3 separate regions of the Rattus norvegicus genome follow, and regions 2 and 3 are each linked to region 1. The links are chromatin contacts, called in public Hi-C maps. All regions are on one chromosome and are shown on one strand. The core of a region is the stretch at or near the end of the contact, and the rest is flanking DNA. Distances in the headings are between cores, read along the strand shown.

Region 1 (3,542 bases), core at 395-2,894:
GAGTTAAAGCAGCCACATTGTTCCAACATTTGGCCTTGATCAGTTACAAGCATCAATGGGTAGTCAGGAATCCTCTCTGTTTAGTTACAGCTTCTTTTATTCTAGACAATCAAAACAGCAGATAAGAAGCCAAAACTAAGACTCCTACAAACTTCCCCAGTCCTTAAAACAAGAAAGGGAAGAGCTACTACAGTAAACTGATAGGCATTCTATCTGGATCCCCAGGAGATACGAGTTACCCTACTCCCTGTCTACTGCAGAGGAAAAATAAATTATGTAATTAAATATGTACTTTAAAAAATACTTGCCCCAAGAGACCAATGTTTGGGCTGAAAAGCCTTTAGACCAGCAATCTAATCCATTCTCCCCAATCTATGTGGTGCCCCTGACGCAGCTACACTTACTGCAAGGATGCTGGATTTGGTGGAATTTGAAACCTGCCGAGTTTTGTGGACATGTAGGCGTCCCCAAAATAGAGACAAATGTCACTCTTCCAGGTCTTTCTAGAGATAGCTTAGGTGGTCCTTAAGGAGAAAAGTCATCTCCATTTGCTCTGTAGAATGCTAAGAAAGAGATGGATATAAAGTTGGGGCTAATGGAGATTTAGCAGAGAGCCACGGTAGAGGGAAATCTCCAGGGGATAGCAAAATCATAGACACCTCCTCTGTTTTTGTAACAATTCATATTATTGTTTCCTGTGTATGCATCCAATCCAAGGCTCTCCCCACACCTTCACTCTGTAAATCACCAAACACCCGGTAGGTGCAAACTAACAAGCATTTCAGGTTCTTCATCCCTTTCTGTTATCACCAAGTCCTTCCTTCCGTCTGCAAAACACACACATCTGCTCACTTTTCTCTTTCTCGACTACCCTAGTTAAAAGCCACAATTCTGTCTTAGACTGCGGGACCATTTCTGGCGTCCCTACATTCGCTCCCCCTCCCCCATATACAATATACAATCTATTTATACCGTAGATCCTTACAAATCAAATAGGGTCATGCCACTATCCTTGTCGAAAACCCTTTCGTTCTTTCCCATTGCATCTGGAGCAAAATCCAAACACACATTTGGTGAATTTAAAGACAGGATCTCACTATTTAGCCTAGGCTGTCTTAGAACCGGTGGCTCTCCAGCTTCCGCTTCCCCACTGCTGGGATTTACAGGCGCGTGTCCACCCTGAATGCCACCTCTGGCCTCTGCCTACCTTTTCTCATACACTCTCTAGTCACACGGGCCATTTTGCAGGTCCCTGAACCTGACATCTTTCCACTTTCTCCCCAGTGGCTGTTTCCTTGTCTCTGGAATAGTCTGCACCTCATCCTGACAGGACAAATGTTTAAGATCTCAGTGGTCTCCGATCCGAACCACTGTTGCAGCCCCCAGTGCCGGGCTGAGCCGACGCCCCCTCGGGAAGGCTCTGCAGGGCAGTCCTGGGCGCCGCCGGCCGGCGCGTGGTTTCGCTTCCGGGTGAGGGGCGGGCGGGCCGAGCAGTTCCGGGGCGGGCGGCGGCTGCGGGTCCCGGCGCGGAGGGCGCGAGCGCGCGGCGCGGGCCGAGGGCCGAGGGCGGCGGCGCGGGGACCCCGGGGCCCGGCGGCCCATGGGGCGCGAGGAGTGAGGCCGCGGCCTGCCCTGCGGTGGGGGGTGGGGGGAGCGGGGCGGGGCGATGGATAAACTGACCATCATCTCAGGATGTCTCTTTCTGGCCGCCGATATCTTCGCCATCGCCAGCATCGCCAACCCGGACTGGATCAACACCGGGGAGTCGGCGGGTGAGCGGCGTGCGCGGGCCGGGAGGGCTGCCGCCCCCCGGGTCGGCGGTCCCGAGGGTTAAAGGTCGGCGCCGGGGTGGGGGCCGGCGGAGGCTGTTTCACTGTGGCTCCCCCTTTCCCCTTTGAAGTGTATGTGGTTAGTCTTTGCTTTATTTTAGGCCCGGGGGGGCTGTAATAATACTAATAATAAACTTCATTTTATGGAGCATCTTTCATTCCAGCGCATCTCACGCACACACGCGCGCGCTGGAGATATCTTAATAGTAGTTAGAAAATTAAATAACACAGAGAGTCGCAGGCAGCCCCACTGGCAGTGCCTGCTGGAACATTGGCGCTGGGGGCGGGTGTGTGTGAGTGGGGTGTCCTCAAGAAAGAGGCGGGCATCTTTCGGAAGGGTATCCCAGGTGAATGAGCTGGCAGGATTCTCAGCTCCAACCCTCTCGTGCTTCTCCCTTTCTCTCTCACCTAGACCTGTGAGACCAAACCTTTAATTAATGTACGCAGCTGTCAGGAGAACCGCTCAGAATTAAGGATCGGTCTTGAAATGCTTGTTCAGTGAAAGTGAAGGGAATGAGGAGTGGGAACCCTTCAAATGATTTGTTATAAAATGTATCGCTGTGCTGTCAAACTTCTTACGAGTCGTATAGGGTTCTCAATTTATCCAACAATATTTTTAGCTCTTTTAAAAAAGAAAATTCTAGCTGGGACATTTGTTGCTTTCTTCTTCCTCTCCTCTCTAATCTAGACCTAGTAACACAAAGTCATGCTGCCAGATTTACTGGTTATTAACATAACACTAAAGAATTCTACTTGTCTTGACTGTAGAATTTTAGCAGAGCTGTTAATTGTAACACATAAAAAAAGAGAGTCTGGGGATCGTGTGGAATTTGGTAATACCTGTGGGCTGTTTTTGAAAGTGCTGCTGACTCCAGACAATGTATTTGACTCTATGTGTGACATTCAGTTCATTACCACTGCTGTTTTCACTCTGACTACATTTGTAATGACCCCTTTGTGAGACTTTCTAAGTATCACGTACTTAGGAGCAAAAGGTTCCCACTGTCGAGTAAAGAGATCCTTCTTGAGAAAAGATTTTCAGTGGAGTGCCTGTAAGTAGTGGACAGAATGTCCACGAGCAAGGTAGCCTGGAGAAGGGAACTGCTACTATACATTATATAAGAGAGCAGTATTCCAGACCTGATGTTTCGAAGGCCATTGGAGAGAAAGCAGGAGAATAAATACGGGCGCAGTCAGATTTAGAGTTAAAATCTTTGACTGTGAGTTGGCAAAGACACGAAAGGGACAGTAGCCCAAAGTTTGCAGAAAGGAGAAAATGTGGAGAAAGAGAAACAGCTGCCGAGAGTGCGCGGACCGTAGGCCTGTTCGTCTTTGTGGATGTTGGTGGTTGTGGATGTACAGTATGGCAACCTCCCTGCCCCACTGACCCTAGTGTCCAGCTGCCTTGACATGTGAATTTTCTAAACAGTGATAGTGAATAAATAGTGAGCTTTCTAAATGCCCTTGGAAATAAAACACCAACAATACTTATACGAAATAAATACTAAAAAAAATATAGTTACGTCTTTCAAATCAGTGAGACAATCACAAGAAGTGCAAGTAGACTGTGGAGTGTGAGGACTGGCTGGGCTCCACGGTCTCAAGGGACCTCACTGGATAGCAAAACACTTGGCCATTTCCCTTGCTTGTGTTCAGTCTATTCACATTTTGATGGTGGCGTTTTATTGCAGTCGTTTTCAATGTTTATTTTAC
Region 2 (3,542 bases), core at 695-3,194, 250 kb after region 1:
GCAGGCCTGAACAGAGTCCCACAGGTATCCCGCCCTGGGGATACATTTCCATTCTGAAAGCCAGGTGTATGGCACAGGAACACTCCTTGCTGAACCACCCTGAGCAGACGGAGGCATCACCTCAGGACTGAGTAGTCGCCATTCAGCCCTGGACTCTTGCCAAGCCTGACCTATTTCCTCACTAGATGGCTGCTTTAAAAGCAACAAACTCTCCCAGATCCACAAAATCCTGTGCAGCTACTGAGGGTGGAAGGACGGAGCAAACATTCAACCTCAGGAGACTAAAGAGGATTTAGGGGAAGAAATGTATGAAATGCTCAAACTTCAGGATTGCGCCAGTTCCACATGACATGTGTGACTTGGTAGGGGCATGACTAGAGAGCTGAGTGGAGTTGTTGCAGGATTACCCCAGTGAGTAGGGCTGAGTACCGAGTACCTGGCTGGGTTAGTGTGCTGAGCTGAGTTACCCCTGGGAAGGGAAGAGGTGCAAACTGAAGAGAGAGACTCACGCCAGACAATAAAAAAGGCACAGTGGATGTGAGGGAGAGTTCAGATTTTCATAGCAATAAATGTGAAAAACGAAGAGAACGGCCTTGCTTTGTCCCAAACTCCAGAATAGCAAAATTGACTCAGTAGGAATTAATAACCTGAAGATTTCGGTGACACACACCTTTAATGCCAGCATTTGGGAGGCAGAGATAGTGGGATCTCACTGAGTTCCAGGCCAACGTGGAGTTCCCAGTACTTGGGAAGTGCAGGCAGGAGGATCAGAAGTTCAAACTCACCTTTAGCTACACACATAGTTCAAAGCCAGCCTGGGGCATTGTGAGCCTTAACTCAACAAATGTGTGTGTGTGTGTTCAAATGTATGCAGCAATAAGTTTAATTCTAGGTGGTGGAAATACGGGTGACTATTTTTTTTCCACTGTGTCTTTTTCAGTCTTTTAAAATATCTAGGGCTGGTGAAATAGCTCAGTAGGTAAACATACTTGCCTCAAACCTGACAACCTAACTGCCCCCACATGGTAGAAAGAAAGAACATACTCAGGCAACTTGTCCTCTGACCTCCACAGCATGTCCTGCCTGCTCCCCGCCCCTCCCCCACTTCCAAACAAATAAATAAGATAAACGTAAAAGTCTGTATGGGTACATTGAAATGAATAGATACTTAAAAATGAAGTCTGGTTAAAAACAAAAGCAAAAACAACAACAATAACAACAAAAATCCCCCCAAATATGGTGAAAAACCAACCAGCTGTATATCTCTATACGTTTCTGCGTTAATATTTATATCCCAACCCATTCACAATATGACAATTTTAAACACGTAATTTTTCAGATAGAAATGTGCAGACCTGGGGTCACAGTTCAGCTTTCAGAGTTCGGTGAAAGTTACTTCCAGAACCAGACGTCTAATTAGGGCTATGTGAGTGACAGAGTGGCTTAACTTGACACCTTAACCATCTGCCTCAGAACGCAATTAAACTTTTTTTTCTTTAAAACTTATTTGGAACAAGCTTGCATCTAGATACTTTTATTTTAATAAGTGGCATTATAATAATATTGTTTATGACAATTTCTATCAGCAGGAGATAAAACAAACACAACTTCAAGAATTTAAGGAAAATATACGTGTCAATCCAGTAAGTAGCTTCTTAGGAAACAGCTTTAACAGCTGGGTAGCGTGGCCGAGCGGTCTAAGGCGCTGGATTAAGGCTCCAGTCTCTTCGGGGGCGTGGGTTCGAATCCCACCGCTGCCAGGGTAGTTTTTTTGTTTTGTCTCTGCCTCCTGCGCTCTGAGTTTCTTCTGCAGCCACAGCGGCGACCCCTGCCGTCAATGTGTGCTCTCTGCACCACGAGTGGCTCGCGAAGGGGCGGTCCCGCGCTCGCCGGGGCGGGGCATTGTGGGTAAGAGGAAGCGCGAGGGCCGGCCCCGCTCCCCCCACGTGTCCGCCGGAGTTTCTCCAGCAGCAACATGGCCGCTCCCTGATAGAAGACCCGGCCGCCGCCGTCTCTGCAGCCCACGGGTCCCTGGGCCGTTCCGCCGCCCGCGTGCGGCCCCGGCGGAGAGGTGAGACCCGACTCAGCAGCCTCGGGATTCTGGCCCCAGCCGTCGCACTCGCTCTGGGCTCCTGGCCGCGCTGCTGACTAGGCCAGAGAGGCCCGCGCCGCTGCGTGCCGAGGGGCCGCGGCCTCCCGGGGCAGGGCGCAGGGCGGCCACCCAACTTTCCAGGCCGCCCTGGGCCTGGGTCGCTCCGCACGGCTGGACGGTGGGGAGGTGACGGCGGTACGGCCCGCGCTGACTCAGGCCTCGGCCGCGCTGCCTCGCCCGGGCCTGGCTCACGAACCGCACCTGCGAGGGCACTAGTGCCCGGTGGCGTGGCGGCTTTTGGAGGAGTGGGAAGGGCGCCTGAGCACCGGCGACAAGGAGAAAGCCATTGGATCGCGGGGCTGCCTGCATGGGCGGGGGTCGTTGCCTTAGCTGAACTGGGTTAACTCAGCCCTAGCGGGCCCGGGACGCCTCATTCATTGATCTGTGTTTAAACAGAGTGGCGACTGCGCGGACCCGGGGACCCTCCAGTAACTGGGGATAGTGGTGCACATTGCAGGTTATCCTGGAATCCTGTTCTTAGAGTTACTGGGTTTGGGAGCGAAACGATAAGATCTTACATTTATCTGTAAAATGGGGATAATATGATTCCTGTGCTGCTTCTTTCATTTGTGGCTATCTTGCTCGGTCTTACATTGGAAGAAAACATGTTGCCACGTAGCAACAGCCCTTCTTATAGGTTCTACTTATCCCTTTGAAGCCGGTGTGTGGTTTATTGCTGGTTTAGGATGAAAATAGGAAAGATCCGGGGTTACACAATCCATGACATTAATCAGCTGCTATGTTGTAGAGGTGGGATTTGAACCTGTAAAGTTTCGCATGGGAGTCCAACCTCTTAACCACTATACCATACGGCCTTTTACCAAAGATGTGTGCAGCATATTGGTTAAGAATAAAATCAAGGCTCTTTGACATCAGCTAGATTTGGATTTCTTGATTACCCGTTTTCTTGGGGCTGTGACCTTGGGTAAATCAATTCTAAGCTGGGCACTATAAATTTTGATTTGCACAGCTAATGAGAAGATTAAATATTTGGTACTATATTGGTACCTGTTATCATTAACATTTGCGAGAAAGAACTGTGATTTTTTTTTTAATTTTAAAAGTAATGGTCCCATAACAACAAAGTATAATTATTATCTCCACTTAATGGTCCAGGAATATAAAGTGTAGAGAAGCCTTCGTGGAGTTTAAAGTCTAGCGCAGAGGACAGCCAACACCTGACCAGCAAGCAGATCAGGAAGTTCCAGGTTAGGACCAGTCAGGAGTAAGGAACTATGCTTGTAATGGAAGGGGCTGGAAGCGGCTGTTCCAGTTGGTCTGTCAGGGAACGTCTCTAATCCTGGAGGGAGTGGCAGTTGTTACCACTGCATCCTGAAAATGACCTGGGGTTGTGCAGAGGTCCTCAAGGATGCTTGGGACTTGGCCTGTT
Region 3 (3,542 bases), core at 646-3,145, 160 kb after region 1:
CTAGTGCTAAATTAGCAAGGGCAAAAAGATTGTGCTTTTTAGTTTATGATGAGAAACCGAGCGCTGGAGAAACTGGTGGCTTATGCAAGATCACACCACACTGGAATTAGTTTCAGGATGGCAAGTTCACTGCTCCTTAAGATGAAAGGAAGTGGGAGCATGGAGAATGTTTCAGAGAAGCTACAGCCTACACCCTTTCCAGGTCGATGGGGGATAATGACGGTCCTTTAATGTCACTTGATATTCACCGCTGCTGGAAACTATTACCCTGTCCATGTTCAGAGGGGGAAATTAGAGACATAGTGAACACAGTGAAGCTGCCTACACAAGATCATTCACTTACAAGGTACTGGTGGGATTTGAATCCAGACCTAAAGCTTTACCACTAGCTTGTAAAATACCAGGAACCAACAAGGCCAAACAGCTGGCAGGAACTGTAGTCAGGCAAGAGCTTGGTTACCCTTCCTCTTGTCTGAAGTGTGGGTTTGCGGGTTAACTTCTTGGCTCCAGGGCAAAGGGTCTGGGGCCGTTTGGGAGCTATGGTCAGTTGCCATCTGCTGGCCCGTCTGTGAGACACCAATCAGCTTTTTAGCATTTAAAAACCTTTCATTCCTTGAGCACCTACTGTGTGCCAGGCACTTCACTGAGCACTGGAGGTAAGAAAGACTTGATCCTTACACCCAGGAAGTTCACAGTCCAAAGAGGAAAATGTTCTAGAAACCAGGCAACTCAACGTGGTGATAAGCATTACCCAGAGATGTGAGGAAGAATTTTCCAGCAAGCAGGAGAGGCACCTACGCCCTGAGGTCACGGTTAAACCTGACCTCTGAGAACACTGTGCTAGGACCCACTCTGTGCTTGCCTAGCTCACAGCTATGTCTCCCTGCTTGGCTGGCTTTAGGATATTTACTAACCTGCATACCTCCAAGCCCTGAACTCACTATCAGGGGCAAAACAGGCAAGGATTAGTCTATTTCCCTCTCTGGGGTCCCCAGACCAGGGCTTGGCCCCCATGGGAGAATCATGAAGCCAAAGTCCAGCTAGAGAATAACAAGCCAGGTGGGAGAGCATCACCAGACCCCAACACGACCAAGAATATGGCCACTTTCTAAAGTGGATCTCCTATGTGACCGTAGGCAAGTCACTTAACCTCTGAAATTCAATGTCCAATTATGCTAAGAGGAAATAGTGCCATCGCAGAGGACAAAAGAGTATAACGGCCCACACCCGTGCTCATTGGGAGTTCTACCATCGATAGTTGTCATTTATTGCCCTGGAAGAAAGTGGGCCTCAGGCCAACTGGCAGCAGGGGAAATGCAGCTCAGACTTAAAGAGGAGGAATCACTTGTTCGTAATTGAATTCCTCTCTTAGGGTCACTTAGTTAACCAGCTGAGAGCATAGGGAGGCTGTTCTGGAGGTCCTGTCCACCATTGGCCTTGAGCTGGCAACAGGAAGCCAACATCCTTCTTTGGGGATGTTTTTCTGGAGAACCGCATTCCACTACAGGCAGGAAGCCTTCAGCCTGTCTTGGCATTCAAGAATGCATTTAAGGGCCCCCAGGGGTCCAGAACGAGGCTAAGCTAGGAAGAGAAGTAGAGAAGAGGAATGAAACAGGGTGAAAATTTAGCAGAGCCTGAGGGTGAGATACAGAAAGGGAATCGAGGAGGCGGCGCCCTCCAAGAAAAAGATCTCAGAAAGGAAGCCTCCCCTCCCTCCTCAGGAAGGCATCGCAGGAATCAGACGCAACTAGTCTTTAAACCCGTGTGACCGAAAGGCAGACTGCCCTTCCCCTTTCCATCAACAAGGCACAGGATGCTTTCCCACTAACCCAGCCCTCTGCTGCTCCGCCTCTCCCATAGGTGCTCAGCATGACCGTGACGCACACCTTCCAGATTGCCAAGGCCCGCGCTCAGCTTGGCTACGCGCCGGACAAGTTCAGCTTCGCAGACGCAGTGGAGCGATATGTGCAGGCCACGACCCCGCAGCCCTGCTGTTGCACCGTGCTGACGCTCCTGCGGCTGCTGCTCCTGCTGCTGCTCCTGCTCGGCTTGCTCGGCCTAGCCCTGTACTTTCTAGGGCTGCAGCCTTTGCAGGCGGTGGTGGAGAGGCTCTGATCCGGACCCCAAAGCCGGATCAAGCCCACGTAGGCTCTCTGCGCTTCTTCCTGGCTTTGACCTCCCGGTTTAGGCCCGCCCCTGCTTTTTGGCCACACCCCGATTCCTGGCCATGCCCCTGCTCCTCTCTCTAAGCTTGTCTTTCTGGAGTTTGGGCCGACTTTCCCTGCTTTTCGCTCCCTGATTCAGTGTGGTTCTCTTCTGTGAGGTTAGGCGAGGCGGTTGATGAAGTCCCAGCCTCTTATCTTACTTCTCCTTCCCAGCTATTTCCAGTCCTACCCAGTCTAGCCCTCTCTTTCCTACTCTTCCCGATCCTTCCTTTCTGCCTCCATCTGTACACAGAAACCCCAGCGAGGTCGCTTCTGTAAGGACAAACCTTGGCCCCGCCTTCGCGGTTGGTCTAAATGCTTGAGTTCTGGTTGGTGGAGTCTTTGGAATTGAACCTGTTTTCTGCCTCCTTCTGGGACCTCCTCCCTGCCATGGCTTCTTTGAGTTTATCCTGATGCTGACCACCGACCTTTGTGTTGACTAGCTGGGGAAGGATAGCCAAGCCCAACTTGATAGCTTTTGGTTCCCAGTTAATGGAGTGGAAATGACTCAGCACAGTAAACGGTCTCAGTACTAAAGGAGGCAATGGGGGAAGAAAGTTTGTAAAAGAAATGGAATGTCTCATAAAAAGTACCAATATAACAGCCGAAATAAGAATTTGGCTGATCATATTTTATGATGTAGTTTGTGCGTGCTTGTATGTGCTATCAGAGGATGTCGTTCTTGGAGCTGTCTTACTTTATTTTTCCAGACTGGTTTAGAGTTTGGAATTTGGAATGGGTCGGCTAGGCAAGAAGTCTTAGGGATCCACCTGTCTCTGGCTTCCCAGAGCTGGGATTGCAAGCATATGTAACCTCACCCGGCATTTTATGTAGGTGCTGGAAATGGAATTCGGGTCCCCATCCTTGTGTGGCAAGCACTTTACCCACTGAGCCATTTCCCCAGCCTCCGTATTTCAGTGTCATTTGTATCTCTTGATGAGTAGTGGTCCTCGCCATCATCTTTAAGAGTTTAAGCCCACAGACCTGCCCTCTACAGAGCCCGCACCTCCCTGCCATCATGGTATGGATCTCAAAATAACAGTGTGTAAGCAGATCCACAGATCTCCATCATCTGGTGCACATGTGGCATTAACTGAATAAACACCGTAGACCCTAGCAGAGAGTAAAGTAACCACTGGCTGCAGTGGAGGAAAGAGAAGGTACTAGTCAACCTTCATAGGTGGTGTTCCTCATAGCCCGTGTCCCTGCCTGGCAAATAAGGAAAACTGTGTGTCTTCATTTAAAAAGACTTACTGATTTATTTTATGTGTGAGTACACTGTATCTGTCTTCAGACACACCAGAGGAGGGCATTGAATCCCAGATGATTGTGAGCCAC

What was found. A called contact is a pair of places that touch in the nucleus more often than the background predicts.
Region 2: a Hi-C map of the A7r5 cell line shows a contact between it and region 1, with 4 times the contacts expected there. The contact joins the promoter of Polr3e here to the promoter of Mosmo in region 1. A contact is called at or near these places in 7 of 12 Hi-C or Micro-C datasets (the A7r5 cell line, Schwann cells, frontal cortex and 3 more).
Region 3: a Hi-C map of the A7r5 cell line shows a contact between it and region 1, with 5 times the contacts expected there. The contact joins the enhancer-like site here to the promoter of Mosmo in region 1. A contact is called at or near these places in 12 of 12 Hi-C or Micro-C datasets (the A7r5 cell line, the Rat2 cell line, Schwann cells and 7 more) and 1 of 1 datasets of contacts at active chromatin or transcription factors (oligodendrocytes).

The regions. Positions count from the first base shown.
Region 1 is chr1:184,647,341-184,650,882 of GRCr8, forward strand. Mosmo (modulator of smoothened) reads left to right here and starts at 1,645. Exons shown (of 3, transcript NM_001401762.1): 1 at 1,645-1,772. The coding sequence starts at 1,667.
Region 2 is chr1:184,895,471-184,899,012 of GRCr8, forward strand. It overlaps Polr3e (RNA polymerase III subunit E), which reads left to right and starts at 1,945. Exons shown (of 21, transcript NM_001108503.1): 1 at 1,945-2,071. It overlaps Trnal-aag1 (transfer RNA leucine (anticodon AAG) 1), which reads left to right and starts at 1,679; the gene lies at 1,679-1,760.
Region 3 is chr1:184,811,231-184,814,772 of GRCr8, forward strand. Sdr42e2 (short chain dehydrogenase/reductase family 42E, member 2) reads left to right here. Exons shown (of 12, transcript XM_039101193.2): 12 at 1,861-2,834. The coding sequence ends at 2,115. Among named protein-coding and RNA genes, the nearest start is that of Trnal-uag1, 4.5 kb to the right of the region's middle. Within about 2 kb of position 1,896, at least 46 of the 93 cell types and tissues checked have an H3K27ac peak or open chromatin away from gene starts, as enhancers often do. A contact at or near this core is called in the A7r5 cell line, Schwann cells and liver, where this site is marked.